2 separate regions of the Ovis aries genome follow, and region 2 is linked to region 1. The links are chromatin contacts, called in public Hi-C maps. All regions are on one chromosome and are shown on one strand. The core of a region is the stretch at or near the end of the contact, and the rest is flanking DNA. Distances in the headings are between cores, read along the strand shown. Region 1 overlaps TBX15 (T-box transcription factor 15). Region 2 holds the start of TBX15 (T-box transcription factor 15).

Region 1 (3,210 bases), core at 358-2,857:
GTTTATACTTTTGGATAGTCTGGAGATAGAAATTATATTTCAGGAATGGCTTCTGCCTAAACACCGCTTGTGGCAGGGACAAAGTAAACTAACCAAGTAAGTTGTGCTTATGGAAGTGGAGTGAGGCAACACAGACAAAGAAGTAAAAAGAAAGAAGAGCCCAGGTCAGTTATAGCCAAGTTTAATCTTGCTGTTCTGATGATATCCTGATGTTGTTATGAGGTTGTTCTGATAATGTATACAGTGGAGCCACTTGTATGACCAATACTGAGAGGGTTTTTGTGAGTGGAGTCTCCAAGTGATCTGACAACTGTTATGTGAAAAGGAACCATCTGGGACCAGTGGCTCCAAAGCTGGTCATACGTCTCCATCTGTGAATGTAAGGAGACCTGCCGTTGACAGAAAAGCTCCCGTCTCTCAACTGGTGGCAGACATCACTAGACAGATTTCAGCACCTTTGTGTTTTTCAGTGTTTATCAGGCAGTTAAAAGTCAGGATCATTAAGGTCTCTGTTGGGTTTGTCAACAACTTGAGCGTTAACTCTAGTAGGCCCTTATTTCATTTTTATCAGTTGATTTGTGTTAATTAGAGGTTGGTCAGTGAAAGAGATCAAATACTGAGAAAATTTATGCTAGTAAAGAGATTGGGAATGGAGGAAGGTTCAATGGACAGAGGTCTTTGATCATTACAGTGTTTCAAAGAGAGCCAATTTATGCTGATCTCATTTATCCCTGAGGTAAGAAATAATGCCCGAGAGGAGTTCTTGAGAAGGATTGGAGAGTGTCTCAATTCAGTCCATAGAGCAAATAGTTGCTTGTGCTTCTGGTGCTTAGTTGCTCAGTCCTGTCTGACTCTTCCCGACACTGTGAACTATAGCCTGCTGGGTTCCTCTGTCCATGGAGTTTTACAGGCAAGAATACTAGAGTGGGTTGCCATTTCCTCCTCTAAGGGATCTTCCTGACCCTAGGATGGAACCCCAGTCTCCTGCATCTCCTCCATTGGCAGGTGGGTTCATTTCCGCAGAGCCATCCGGGAAGCCCCAGGGCAAATGGTTATTGGGTACATATTCTGTTTTGTCCTGTAGTCCCTTATGGTCAATACATCCAAAACAGAGTCCATGATTTGCCTCACAGACTTGGCGCCCTCTCCTGGGGGAAGGACACTGCTGCCCATTAGCCATCTGAGTCAGTTCCCTCCCTCCGTATCCAGTTCAGTTCAGCTCAGTCTCTCAGTCATGTCTGACTCTGCAGCCCCATGGACTGCAGCATGACAGGCCTCCCTGTCCCCACCATATCCAGCCGTTACCAAGTTCTCGAATGTGCTCATATCTCTAATCTCCCCTGTTACTACTCCACTCCAAGGCATTATCATCTCTCACCAGACTTCATCCTCAGGCTCCCCATGGTGGTGACATAGCTAGCTGCCAGCATTCCTGCACCTGCATCTTTTTAGGTTTAAATTGGATGGGAAAGGTCATGTATCTCTCTTTAAGATTTCTAGCACAATCTCACTGAGTTTCACTGACTCCAGTTGAGTTGCCTCTGAATTAATTACTGTGGCAGGGATGGGGTTACTTAGATCATCCAGGCCTGAGTCACATCCCTTCCTTGGAGGTATGGGTGAAGGGTGAGTGCGAGAGGGAGTGTTTCTCTGAGGGAAAAGTGGATGCTGTTGCCAGGAACGAGGCAGGATTCCAAACGACAGTAACAGCAGATGTAAACTGCAGCAGAGAAGGCAGCAAAACAAGTATCAGAGAAAATAAGCAAGTCAACGGAAAGTGAAAAAATGGGAGTGTGCCACCTAGGCCATATGGTTATTGTTGTTCACTCAGTCATGACTGACTGCTTGCGACCCCAGCATGCAGCACGCAAGACTTTTCTGTCCTTCACCATCTCCCAGAGTTTGCTCGAACTTGTGTCCATTGAGTCGGTGATGCCATCCAACCATCTCATCTTTTGTTGTCCCCTTCTTCTCCTGCCTTCAATCTTTCCCAGCATCAGGGTCTTTTCTAATAAGTTGACTCTTTGCATCAGGTGGCCTAAGTATTGGAGCTTCAGTTTCAACATCAGTCCTTCCAATGAATATTGAGGACTGATTTCCTTTAGGATTGACTGGTTGGATCTCCTTGTGGTCCAAGGGACTCTCAAGAGTCTTCTCCAACACCACAGTTCAAAAGCATCAGTTCTTGGGCACTCAGCCTTCTTTATTGTCCAGCTCTCACATCCATACACGACTACTGGAAAAACCATAGCTTTGACTAGATGGACCTTTGTTGGCAAAGTGATGTCTCTGTCTAGGTTTGTCATAGCTTTTCTTCCAAGGATCAAGCGTCTTTTAATTTCATGGCTACAGTTGCCACCTGCAATGATTTTGGAGCCGAAGGAAATAAAGTCTGTCACTGTTTCCATTGTTTCTTCATCTGTTTGCCATGAAATGATGGGTCTGAATGCCATGATCTTAATTTTTTTGAATGCTGAATTTTAAGCCAGCTTTTCCACTCTCCTCTTTCACCCTCATCAAGAGGCTCTTTAGTTCCTCTTAGCTTTCTGCCATAAGGGTGGTATCATTTGCATATCTGAGGTTATTGATATTTCTCCTGACAATCTTAATTCAAGCTTGTGCTTCATCCAGCCTGGCATTTTGCATGATGTCCTCTGCATATAATTTAAATAAACAAGGTGACAGTATACGGCCTTGATGTACTCCTTTCTCAATTTGGAACCAGTCTGTTGTTCCATGTCTGGTTCTAACTGTTGCTTCTTGTCCTGCATACAGGTTTCTCAGGAGGTAGGTAAGGTGTTCTGGTAGTCCCACCTCTTTAAGAATTTTCCACAGTTTATTGTGATCCACACAGTCAAAGGCTTAGGCATAGTCAATGAAGCGGATGTTTTTCTGGAACTCTCTTGCTTTTTTCTATGACCTTGGAGAGTTTTGAGTATTACTTTGCTCGCATGTGAAGTGAGTGCAATTGTGTGGTAGTTTGAACATTCTGTGGTAGGTATGAATGTGGTGGGCAATGTGGTAGGTATGAAATAGGGGCATTTAAGAAGCAGAGAGACTCAGAACACAGAGAACCAATGTGAAAAATGAGAATTGGGTGAATCTAAAACTGTCTTAAAAGGAAGAGGTTTTAAACAATGTATATCTTTAAACTTTATGGAGAGATGCACTCTTTCTAGGATTGAAACCACATAATTCCCATTATTTTGA
Region 2 (3,210 bases), core at 298-2,797, 120 kb before region 1:
ACCTTGGAGTGGGTGTGTGGCCTATGGTGCAACACCCAGGCTCTGAGCAGGGTCTGATCCCTAAAGACCTGCTGAGGCCTCTCTGTCTGCTGTTCACATTGGGTTTCTCAAACCAAACGAGATCTGTGAGAAAAAGGCAGGCAAGAGGCTACCAGAGGGAGATGGAACATACAGGGAGCAGGGGAGGAGGAAAATGCTGGGAAGGAATAGAGGCCTGCCCCATTGGTACTCCACCCAGCGTGATCCTGGCAGGTGCTGGCCAAGGGTGGTGACATCAGAATCGGGAACCAACAGAGAGGTCTCAGCTGTGAGGGGAAGGTAACTGCGGGTTCCTGGCCTACCTTCTCTCAACCTCTGGAAGTGGTGGAAGCCTGGGTAGTGGTCTCTTTTGGCAAGGTCACCTAAAAGCAACCCTGAGTGGTGAATTGAGGTAGGAGACCCTGCACCTGGTCACCCTGGATTTTGCCCGGCAGTGAGGTGGGAGAGGCTGAAGGGCTGAGTGCTGGATCCCAGGGTTTGAAGTGCTGCTCAGGGACCTCCAAGCCTGAGGTGCAGGCTCCTGGAATGCTAAGGAGGCCAAGCCTAGCTGATTCATCCTTGTCCGATGGCTTTTCTATTATTCTTTCTGCACTGGCTGAACGGGATAGCTTCATCTTCTCCATGCTGGAGGCCCATTGCAGGGGGCTCCAAAGCTGGCCTTTTCCTCTCTCCTCTAAGAGAGGCCCAAGGTACATTCAGGACATACATGGTTGCCTCCAGAACCAGGGCACATCCAACTGTAATAGCAAGAACTAGATTTCCTGGCTCTTCCGTGGTCAGGAGGGGAATGTGGCGTTTCAAAAGTCCAACAAACCCTCCCTTCTCTCCCTAAAGGTGGAAGGACCGATCAGCGCTCATTCTTGGGGAGGGCTGGGGGCGCTGCTGTGGAACAACGTGGGCTCCTCTGCCCTAGGCTTTAGGGTTCAGACCCTGCTCAGAGCCTGGGTGTCGGCATGAGTTTTCTGCTGGGGCCTCTCGGTCTGCCCTTTGCATTCGGGAGCTGGCTCTTTCCTGCCTCTTTCTTGAGCTGGGATAGAAGCTCTGGACCAGGGCGCTGGGACGATCGGACTGTGGCTTGGGCCGTCCTCCGCGAAATCCGAGACTTTTGCCAGCTTGGCAGGATAAACTTCTTGGCCCCTCTAAACTCGCTCTGCGCTGAATTGCGTGCGCTCGGGGTCTCCAGCGGCCCGAGACCAGTAGCGTAACCTGGGAGGGAGCGTGTGAAATCAGGATGGCCCAAAGTGTTGGATTTAAGTTCCTTAGAAATCCCTGACAACTACGCTGTCCTGAAAGTTTTTTTTTTTTTTTTTTACGATGGAGGGAGGATCAGTGGGGCGGGGAGAGCCGGGCTCCCGAGGTGATCGGATTTGAAGGGAATTTTGAAAAAGCTCCGTCTGCGCTGTCGAAGTTCCCGTCTGCCCTCGCCCAGCCCCTCTCGGCGGGTTCTCCAGAGCCAGCGCCCCGAGCAGGCGAAGCTCTGTTTAACATCCACGCGGAACGGAAGGACAGGATTTGCTGCGTGCGGGGGCACAGTCAGGATCCGCCTGCAGAGCGCTTGGTAAGCCGGGTGCCCCTCCGCCGGCCTCTCGCCTTGAGGGCGCCTACGTCACCTTCTCTACCAGGTAGAGCTGGAAGGAGGCAGCGATCTTTATGTTTCCAATTACAAGACCTTGGGTAGTAACGAGGCTTTCTTGTTTGTTTCTTTCGTTTCGCCTTAATCAGAGTTGCTTAGAAATCTTTCAACGGGAAAATAGGAGCCTGTGAAGCGAGGGAACTAGCAGATCTGAAAGCATCTAGGGGCCAAAACGCGAGATTATTGGAATCGTTTTCTGGTGTGTTTGGACAGGTTGACGTTTTGTCATAGCCCCTCAATTCCAGCTCCGCATTTAAAATGACCCTACGCTTGCAGCGACTATGAGACCTAGCAGATTTGCGAGGAAAAGCTATGAATTTGGGACTTGCAGGAGTTTGTAACGGCACAGATCTGACCTCGACTTTCACCCCCGCCTCCCTCCACGAGGAACCGTGGGGGACCGGGAAGCCAGGAGTTAAAGTCGGCCCAGGAGCATCCCGGGGACAGCCAGCGCGGAGCCCTGGCTCGAGCCTCAGTCTCTCCCCTCTTTTCATTGGCCCGCGTTCTCAGGGTTTCTCCAGTTCCCTCTTCGCCATTGGTTGGGGGCTGGCTTTTTTTTTTTCTCCCTCAGTCTTTCTCTTCCTCCCCCCTCCCTCTGCCTCGCCCCTCGGACAGGAGCGCACCGCCTGCCCCCAGCTCCTCGGGAAGGGAGGAATTTAGAAAAAAAGTTTCCCAGAAGTTTGGATCAGAGCAAGGACGGGAAGACCAAGAGAGGAAGAGGGAGAGGGAGGAGAGAAAGGGAGAGGGAGGAGGGAGAGAGAATAAAAAAATGATGAAGTCCAGTCTACACCGCCTGTGAGCGCCTGCCCGGGTGGGTGGGAAGCAGGACTCGGGCGCTCATGCAGCGAGCGGGTGGCGCTCCGGGCGCACGTTCCTAGCGGCTGGGGCAGCCAAGGACGTCGGTCCTAGCCGGCCGTGCAGGGCGCAGGGGGAGGGTGCCCAGGACCCGCGGAGCCGCTGCCTCAGTCTTGGCCACCTCGCCGCCGCCTTTCCCGGGCCTGGCCCGGTGGGCGCTCGGAGCGTGAGGGCTCGGGCTGCTCCCTCTGTAGTGGGGGCGAGCGGGAGCCGGGGTGCGGGCGGCTAAGATGAGTGAAAGGAGAAGATCTGCAGTCGCCCTGAGCTCGCGAGCACATGCCTTCTCCGTTGAAGCCTTGATCGGCTCAAATAAAAAGCGGAAGCTGCGAGACTGGGAGGAGAAGGGGCTGGACCTGTCCATGGAGGCGCTGAGCCCCGCGGGCCCACTCGGAGACGCGGAGGACGCGGGTGCGCACGGCCTGGAGCCTCACCCGGGTGAGTGCGTGGAGCCGGAACGCGGGAGGCGGGCGGAGAGGGGACGCGGGGCGGCCAGCCGGCGGGGAGAGTGGCGAGTAGGAAGGCCCTGACTGTGACGCCGTCTTACTCCAACGCCGGTTTCTTTTTCTTTGCGCAATGCCTTGAGGTTTCCCCAAATTCGCTGGAACCAATTTGGGGGAACTGGCCTGAGCCTTGCAGTTTCGTCGCCAACCTCAAGCCAGCATCCCCTTCTCTTTTGGGGAGCA

The links. A called contact is a pair of places that touch in the nucleus more often than the background predicts.
Region 2: a contact with region 1 is called in a Hi-C map of tail adipose tissue, with 2.4 times the contacts expected there. The contact joins the promoter of TBX15 here to the enhancer-like site in region 1. A contact is called at or near these places in 3 of 16 Hi-C or Micro-C datasets (skin fibroblasts and tail adipose tissue).

What each region holds. Positions count from the first base shown.
Region 1 is chr1:96,433,463-96,436,672 of ARS-UI_Ramb_v3.0, reverse strand. All of the region lies in intron 7 of TBX15 (T-box transcription factor 15), which reads left to right. Among named protein-coding and RNA genes, the nearest start is that of TBX15, 120 kb to the left of the region's middle. Within about 2 kb of position 1,607, at least 3 of the 54 cell types and tissues checked have an H3K27ac peak or open chromatin away from gene starts, as enhancers often do. A contact at or near this core is called in tail adipose tissue, where this site is marked.
Region 2 is chr1:96,549,443-96,552,652 of ARS-UI_Ramb_v3.0, reverse strand. TBX15 (T-box transcription factor 15) reads left to right here and starts at 1,547. Exons shown (of 8, transcript XM_060413360.1): 1 at 1,547-1,597.